3 separate regions of the Mus musculus genome follow, and regions 1 and 3 are each linked to region 2. Evidence: chromatin contacts called from public promoter capture Hi-C data. All regions are on one chromosome and are shown on one strand. The core of a region is the stretch at or near the end of the contact, and the rest is flanking DNA. Distances in the headings are between cores, read along the strand shown. Region 1 holds the start of Trim67 (tripartite motif-containing 67). Region 2 holds the start of 4930566D17Rik (a long non-coding RNA gene). Region 3 holds the start of Egln1 (egl-9 family hypoxia-inducible factor 1).

Region 1 (2,700 bases), core at 146-2,645, 730 kb before region 2:
CAGCACTGCTTCCTGAAGCAGGGCTAATTGGGATGTCCGGTTTAGCAGGAGCCTACCCTTAAACATGGAGCCAGACTTCTGTAAGCCATTCAGCTGAACTGAGATGCATAGAAAGTAGTCCAGAGCATTTACTGTAACAATTTGGCACGGACACATATATATATTGTTATAGTATTTTCCAGACTGGACAGGTGGAAGCAAGCTGCAGGACCCCGGAAGTCCTGTAAAGATATGGGCTTCACTGGGGTGCTTTGCAATGGCTTTCCTGGTGACCTCCCTTCCACCAGAGGTTCTATCCCTTAGGCACAGAGCCAGGCCAAGGCAGCTGCCTCATTAGTCTGTGGCTTCATTTCTCTCCTCCTGCTATCTTTCCAAATGCTGACAGTGGCTGGGGCCCTGCATTCCTTCAGCAGGAGTCTGCGCCACGGTTGCTGTTTTTTTTTTTTTGTTTGTTTCAGTTCAGCAGAGTCTTACTATGTAACACCCAGACTAGCTTGGAAATTACTATGTAGCCCAAGCTGGCCTTGAACTCATAGCAATCCTTCTGCCTAGGCCTCCCAAGTGCTAGAATTACAAGCACGAGCCAGCACGCTGACTGACACATCCTTTCTAAATCGACAATTTCCTTGTCTGTTCCAAGCCAGCTTGAATCGCACAGGAAGAGAGGGCCGCGTGGTGCGCATTTCGCTCCACGCGCTCTTCCCTTCCAGGGCTCGCCCTTAGCTCTATGCCCAGCGCGTACTTCCTTTCTCTGGGCAGCCGGCACTACCCAGCGCAGAACAGCGGGCAGACGGCAGCCAGGCGCGCGGGCGGCGACGTTGCAGGAAGCTCCCATTCATAAAGAGAACACCTGCTCGCTGCCTCCCGCCTCTCCGCACTCGCGAGCAGCCTGGGGAGGTTGTATTTGGCAACCTTCACCGTGTCCTCGCCAAGTCCTCCGGCCCTCATCTTCCACGACTAGCCCCAGTAGAACCAAGGAGACAAAAAAAAAAAAAAAAAAAGGCTTGTAAAAAGATGCATAAATCAAACCTCGCCCTTTGGCGCGAGGCTGTCCGACATTTTGTGCCTTGAAAGCTTTTTGCGGGGAGGAAATAGATTTAGGAACCGACTGTCGCGCTGTGTTGCGAGGCCTTTTTCAAGCGACTGGCCTTTTAGGGACCGCTGTTTACGCTTTCATGGTGGCGAGGAGTGGGCAGGGCGGGAGCTGGCCAGGGTTGCTCTGGCAAGCTGGGCGGGGCGCCGTGCTAATTCACCGTGCAGTCTCCATCCGTAACGGAGCAGTTCTCCACAATGATCCTCCCCACGAAGCCCTCCGACCCGCCCCTGACTGCCAGCCGCGAGAGGCGAGCCCTCATTCGCTGAGCTGACGCCTGGCTCCCCGCCCCCCGCCCCGTTACTCTCGCTCTGGAAATTACAACTCCTGGGCGCGCGGCACGGCGGGCGGGCGGGCGCGGGAGGCGGTGGGGCCGGGAGGGGGATTCCCGAGCCAGCGGGTGCTCGCCCCCCACCCGCCGCTGCAGCGTGGCGCGGCCAAGGTCAGGGGCGCTGCAGGAACCGGAGCCGGCGAGGCCAGCCTGGGACGCTGCTCAATACCGGCCTACGAGGAGGCAGCTCAGAGAGCAGCGGCCCGAGCAGCGGTACGGCGACGGTCTCCGGGCCGGGGGATGCCGAGGTGGCCGCGGCTGCACAGCAGCCTGGCGGAGGATGCGCGCGGGAGGGGGGACGGGCGCGGACTCCGGGCCCATCCTCTCGCGGGCGCTGTCCGCCGTCTGGTGGTGCTGAACCAGCCCTGGCCCCGCCACTCGGGCACTGGCCAAGAGCTGGGTAGGGGCGGGGCGCTCGCAGAAAGAAGACTCGGGGCAGCGGCGCTGCGGAGTCGGGCTCAGTAGCCTTGCTGGCTCACAGCAGCGGGTCACTGGTCCTTCGTGGAGTGGAGGCACGAGGTACCCCGGACGGCGCTACTGCTGCCTATTCAACACCTGGACAACCTCGGAGGCCACCGCGAGGGCTCCCCGCCACCTTCAGACGGCTGCCTCCGGTGAGGGAGCCTCGCCTTCAGGAGGTGAGGACCCCTCCTTTCTCTGGCGGCCAAGCGTCTTAGGGCGGTGGCCTGAGGACAGAGAGGGGGCGTGCCACCCTCGGGTGAAGACAGCATGCCCGTGAAATACCCCCGCCTCCTGACTCAAGAGCGCTGACATCGCCAGCCCAGCTGCGCTTGTCTTCGGAGCCTTGACCATTCTTGGCTGGTCCCGAGCGGCTCTGGCCGCGGGCGCGGCGATGGAGGAGGAGCTGAAGTGCCCAGTGTGCGGATCCCTGTTCCGGGAACCCATCATCCTGCCCTGCTCTCACAATGTCTGCTTGCCGTGCGCCCGCACTATCGCGGTTCAGACCCCGGACGGCGAGCAGCACCTGCCCCCGCCGCTCCTTCTTTCGCGAGGTGCCGCCGCCGCCGCAACCCCTCCGGATCAGGACGCAGCCGCCGGCGCGACCAGCGGAGGCGCGGGAGCTAACACAGCCGGAGGCCTAGGCGGCGGGGCGACCGGTGGCGGAGACCACGCGGACAAGCTGAGCTTGTACAGCGAGACTGACAGCGGCTATGGCTCCTACACCCCCAGCCTCAAGTCCCCCAATGGAGTCCGCGTGCTGCCCATGGTGCCTGCGCCCCCGGGCTCTTCGGCCGCCGCGGCCCGAGGCGCCGCC
Region 2 (2,873 bases), core at 184-2,683:
CTTCCTTCCTTCCTTTCTCTCTCTCTCTCTCTCTCTCTCTCTCTCTCTTTCTCTTTCACTCATTCATTTAGAACCTGGACCCTTATCACTGACCCATTTCTCCAGCCTTAATAAATACTCTTAAAACGCCTGAGTTCTAATTCTACCACAGGAAACAGCAACACGAATCAACCACATCCCCCAGCAGCCTTTATGATCACAGTCACTTCTCAGTGTTGTGGAGGCAACACCAAGACCAGAAGGAGAAGGGTGTTTCAGATTACCCTGTTAAATCACAACTGCATCTGGTGACAGTTCCGATACTGTTTACAAACTCACACCTACCTACGGTAAAAGGAAAGGGAAGGAAAGAAGGGAGTGGCAGAGTCCACAGGCCACCCTGCTTCCCTGGACGAGGAACCTGGTGCTCAGGGAAGCACTTCCTTCTTGGTTCTTGGCCCAGGCTGCAGTTCTGCTGGAAGAGTGCTTGCCTAGCACGGATAAAGCCCGGGTTCTGTTCTGAACCTCGGGAAGCAGTGCACCTGGAATTCAGCACTCAAGGGGTGGAGACAGGAGGTGGGGGCGGTGGAAGACTATGAATGAATATGAATTGAAGTCAGACTGCTCCTCAGATCACAAGCTTCTCCATCCACAACTTATATTTCAGAGCAGTAGCTATAAGAACTGCAAACTAAAGCTTCCTAAAATCCACACTCCTGTATGATAGCGCAAGGAGCCAAGATGCAGCAAGGAGGGAATACTGACCAGAAGGAACCCAGGAGCACGAGCAGGCTTCCAGCAAGATGAGGCAGCCCGCAGTAAGGAGGATCCCCACCGACCTGCTCAGAAGCGGCCGTGCTGACGCGGTACCTTCATGAACCACTCCACTACGACATGAAGACAAGCTTATCACTTATGCAGAAGGCTGTCACTGGCCTCTGCTTTAGAAAACCGACCTTCCTCAGTCTGCCTCCATCTTTAGGAAGCGCAAAGCAGCTGATGAGAAGTCACTGAAGCCCCTCGGAGCAGCTGGGTTTCTCCTTCAATGAGCAATCGTTCTTGTTCTGAGGCTCAGAATCAGAGGCACAGGCAGCAGGTCCCTCAGCCTTGCCATGGGATCCAGGATTTGCATCCAAAGAACTTACAGTGGCTCTAGAGCAGTGGTTCTCAACCTTCCTAATGCTGCCACCTATGATACAGTCCCTCCTATTGTGGTGACCATAAAAATTATTTTTATTGCTACTTCATAATTCATGAAAATTTGCTACTGTTATGAATTGTAATGCAAATATCTGTGTTTTTCCCGGTCTTAGGCGACCCCAGACGGGACGTGACCCACAGGTTGAAAAAACACTGCTCTAGCAGTGTCTAGCCACTCTGACAACAGCTCTCGTTCCAACTGACCCAAGTGTCCTTTGATGGGTGAATAAACAGTGTGACCCATTCACACAATGGAATGTTATTCAGCCTTAAGGAGGAAGGGAATTCTGACGTCTGATGCATTATGACTGAAGCTCCAGGGCCACTAAGTGAGATACATGAGTCACAAAGGGACAAAGGCTGAGACAGACCATTTCTCTTCCATGGGGTTCCAGGAATAGTGAAGACTCAAAGCAGAAGCAGAATAGATAGGTTCAGAGGGAGGAAGATAAGGAGGTTGCTTTAGCAGGTTCAGAATTCTAGTCTTATGGAAAACCACAGACAGACAGACAGACAGAACGGCTACATAAATATATGAATTTACTTGATAATGCCTAACGGCTTATGTTACAATATAATGACCCCCAACACCAGAATATTTGTGAAAGATTTCCTATCCAAGTGTTCCCTGGCCTGTCTGTCCACCTATCACAGCCACCAGTTCCCACAGGCAGCCCCTAGCTTCTAGCCATTGTAGTAGGACAAGAGCACACTGCGTTGTGATGTTCTCTGCCACTGAGGCTGTGCAAGAGGACACATGGAGCCGTCACCAGGGAGACCTATGCGGGAGACATGACTGCACTGCGAATAACAAGTATCTCTTGCGAACACAGTATGACCTTCCAGACCTTAAGAGAGAGGCATTTCTGAAGCATCGCTGTTTTCAGAGATCAATATTCCAATTTTCCTGTAAGGAGGGTTCTGTCCTCATGTGTCCTCGTGTGCATGTATTATGAGACCCCAACACAAACTCGAAAAGTCTGCTGCTAATAGTCAGCTTCACACGGCACTTCTGGGTTACTGTCTGTATTTTATGGTGAGGCCCCTACAAGATGAACATTATGAGAAAGCGCCTTTCCTTCCCCTGACATAGCAAGCATCCCATGAGAAGCAAAGCCCATTCTTTCAGCTGCTTTTGTTTATGGCCAGGAAAGGAAGCCACAGATTCTCTGAGTAGCATCAATGAGGACTCTGGAGCCTGGCCACACTTCCTCCTTCACAGGTGGCTTAATGAGGTAAGGGCTCTGTCTGGGCTGGGAAGTGGGGGAGGGGAGCACCTAAAACTGGGTCTTCCCCAGCAACTGTTATGTACTGGAATGCAAGGGAAGGGACAGGAAGATCCGCATTCCTAGGTCTGTGCTGGGGACACCTCACAAGATGCTCTGCACAGAAACAAGCCATGCAGACATGCCCCTCCCCACACCTTGTTCCTACCCGCAGGCTTCCTGAGGAAGTGCGGTTCTGAGGAAGTGCAGCCAGCACCAACACACAGTTATTCCTTGTAGCTCTCCCGCCAACGGTGAGAAGACAACCTGCTGGTATGCAGGGAAATCCAGCATCTAAGCAAGGCTATGGTTTGGTTTGGTTTGGTTTGGTTTTTTTCTTTAACAGTAAAATTCTTGGGGCTGTGTAGAGTGCTTGCCATGTAAGCTTGAGGTCCTGAGTTCGATCCCCAGAACTCAGGAAGAAAAGTC
Region 3 (2,767 bases), core at 115-2,614, 570 kb before region 2:
ACAGGCTTTTAAATGAACCTTTCTGGGGGCAGCTGACAGAGTCCTAGCTAAACACAGTGTCTGGCTCTCAATCAGAGCCGGGTGCGCGCTAAAAACCGCGGGGCTTTTAACTAGCTCAGGCACACAGGCAAGATAAGATGCATCACCCAGACCCGGTGTAGCTGGTACCCCAACGACCCCCACGAGTGACCAGGGCTCCGGCAGGCTCTGCACTGTGCACTGTGGCAGACAGTACAAGGACAAAAGGAGCCACGCTAAGACAGAGCGCCGGGCCCCGGGTCTGCGGGGGCGGGGGGTGGTCCTCACAGACCCTCCTCCGGTCGCAAGAGCCCCAGCCACTTACTTTCGTTCGGCCGTTTATCCTGTAGTTGCCCAGCTTCCCGCTGCAGTGGCGGATCAGGTCGTCCATGCTGCTCATGAGCAGGCCGATGGTTTCGCAGCCGGGCTCTTTGCCCTCGATCCAGGTGATCTGGTCCCCCCGGATGTCCTTGGAAGAGTCACTCTTCTGGCTGACCAGCTGCCCGTCCGTGAACTTGCCGGTGTCGTGCAGGGCGCGCACCTCATCGCCGATCTGCTGCCCGGTCTCCCTGCCCAGGAAGTCGTCCACCACGCAGATGCCGTGCTTGTTCATGCACGGCACGATGTACTCCAGAGCCAGCTTCAACGCGGGCAACGGCTTGGTCTGCCCGTTGGGCCGCAGCCCTCCACCGGGACTCAGCGCCTCCCCGGGGCCGCCACCCGCTGGGCACAGGCTGGCGCGCTCGGGGCCCGGAGACCGGCTAAGCGGAGGATCCTCGGAGCCGGGCTCTGCTGGGCCGGGGCCGCTCCGGGCCTGCGCCGCGTCCTCCGGGCCCGGTACGCGCGAGGCCGCCGCGCTGTCCCCGCGCCGGGCCGCCCCGCCGGCGCGCGCGGCTCCGGGGGCCCCACCGGGCGGGGGCGCGACGCGGGGCTGCGCCGGCGCGGGCTGCGCGCGGGGGGCCTCGCCGCCCTGGCACACCAGCTTGTGCTTCTTCCAGTCCTGGCGCTGGTGCTCTTTGCAGCAGTAGAAGGAGCTGCGGCAGCGGCCGCAGCGCAGCAGGTTCTCCATCTTCCCGCACAGCTCGCAGTACTGCCGGTCGCGCTCGCTGGCGCTCAGCACGCCGGGCCCGCCGCTGTCACTGGCCATGGCCGCGGCAGGGCGGGCCGCGGGCCGGGAGCGGGGCGGCGGCGGGGCCGTCGGGGCGCCCGCCCGGGGCCGCCGCCCGCTGCGGGAGGCCGCGCGCGCCCTGGCCTCGCCTGCCTTGCCCGGGGCCGCCTAGCGCCGCATCGCGCCGGAGAGAGCGCGGCCTGCGCGGCGCACAGCGCCCTGGGCGGGCGGGCCCAGCCGGCTGCGTCGGGGCGGGCGGGCAGGGCGCGGGCCTGCGGGCGCCACTCGCTCCGCGCGCGCTGCACGTACACCACGGCCCCGGCGACCCGGCGCGCGGGCGGAGAGGGCGGGGGCCGCGCGCACGCGGCGGGCCGGGCCTAGCGGGCGGGCGCGCCGCTTCCTCCGCCCTCCCCTCCTCCTCGCGGCTCCGCCCGGGGCGCGCGTCGCCGGCCTGCGCGCGCGCAGCTCCACCTGCCTGTCCGGGCCCGCCGGCAGCGCTCCGGGGCTGCCTCGGCCACCTCGGTCCCGCGGAGGAGGAAACGGAAGCTCAGACGGCCGCTGGGCCGCTCCAAGCTCCGGGACGGCCGCTGCGCGCTCCCGGTCTGCTGCTCCCCGGAGGCCGCGGAGGGCACAACAAAGGCCCCCCGGGCAGCCTGCTCCGGGACCGGCTCCTGCAGTCGCCGGGCCTGGTTCTGGCTTTGCTTTGTTTTTGCTTTTCTGCGGTCCTTAAACTCTTGAGATTTCTCCCGGTTCCGGTTCGAGACCTCTGGGTTAAGTAAGGTAATCAGGGCTCGGTTCCAGATCCGCATTCAGGCCTGAAGCTCTCAAGAGCATAGTCCGTGAACGAAGCTGCACAGGGAGTTAAAGTCTCACATTAGAATCTGCCAATAGTGTCTGCAGAATTATGAGGATTATTACGGGCTTTCTTTGTTGTCTTGAGACGCAGCCCGGTAGTCCTCGGAAGTAGATTCTCCTACCTCTTCTGGTCAGTGGTAAGGTGATTAGCGTGAGCCCTCTTTGCCAACTCAGTTATCTGCATTTTGTTTGATTTCAGTGTTGTAAATTGAGACGAACACACTAGTTGCTGTTTCTTTGTTTTTATGAAACCTTCAAACCTCATAGAGCTTGGCACGGTGGTAAACGGCTTTAATGCTGGCACTCAGAGGCAGGAAGATCATTGTGAGATTGGGGCCAGCCTGGGCTACAAAGTGAGTTCCAGGATCAAACGCACTTGCACACACAGCTCAGAGAAACAAACCAGAGACTGTCGGTTCCACGTGTGATTTGTAGTAAGTAACTAGTGGGGCCGGGGCAAGGAGAATGACGGGTATATTTGGAGCTGCAGAGAGGGAAGCAAGAGCTGTACAGGTTGAGGACCAACCTGCTCTATGTGGTGGGTTCTGGGACAGCCAGGGCTACGGAGTTCGACATGGTCATACAGCCTCCAAAACAGAAGGACCTCCCTAGGTGCAAACATTTGTCATAATGTACACACACGGTCGTATACTTGAGTGTAGCCATTGGGACAGACAGCCGAGAATTTAAAATTGCTGTTTGGATGCCAGGGGGAACACAGAAACGGGAATTGTTAGCTCTGCCATTTGAATGAAGTTGCAAGCAAACAACTCCGAAATGTAAGAG

What was found. Promoter capture Hi-C pulls out the DNA fragments that hold promoters and counts their contacts.
Region 1: a promoter capture Hi-C map of pre-B cells shows a contact between it and region 2, with 3 times the contacts expected there. The contact joins the promoter of Trim67 here to the promoter of 4930566D17Rik in region 2. A contact is called at or near these places in 4 of 39 promoter capture datasets (embryonic stem cells, hippocampal neurons, liver and 1 more).
Region 3: a promoter capture Hi-C map of stem cell-derived epiblast-like cells shows a contact between it and region 2, with 3 times the contacts expected there. The contact joins the promoter of Egln1 here to the promoter of 4930566D17Rik in region 2. A contact is called at or near these places in 1 of 39 promoter capture datasets (stem cell-derived epiblast-like cells), 1 of 484 Hi-C or Micro-C datasets (embryonic stem cells) and 1 of 115 datasets of contacts at active chromatin or transcription factors (epiblast stem cells).

What each region holds. Positions count from the first base shown.
Region 1 is chr8:124,791,624-124,794,323 of GRCm38.p6, forward strand. Trim67 (tripartite motif-containing 67) reads left to right here and starts at 1,396. Exons shown (of 10, transcript NM_198632.2): 1 at 1,396-2,700. The coding sequence starts at 2,278. It overlaps Gm46059 (a long non-coding RNA gene), which reads right to left and starts at 764. Exons shown (of 3, transcript XR_001778718.2): 1 at 1-764.
Region 2 is chr8:125,520,899-125,523,771 of GRCm38.p6, forward strand. It overlaps 4930566D17Rik (a long non-coding RNA gene), which reads left to right and starts at 1,434. Exons shown (of 3, transcript XR_003947612.1): 1 at 1,434-2,414. The region is part of intron 1 of Sipa1l2 (signal-induced proliferation-associated 1 like 2); the gene reads right to left.
Region 3 is chr8:124,947,890-124,950,656 of GRCm38.p6, forward strand. Egln1 (egl-9 family hypoxia-inducible factor 1) reads right to left here and starts at 1,365. Exons shown (of 5, transcript NM_053207.2): 1 at 344-1,365. The coding sequence starts at 1,165. Gm46060 (a long non-coding RNA gene) reads right to left here and starts at 336. Exons shown (of 2, transcript XR_001778719.2): 1 at 1-336.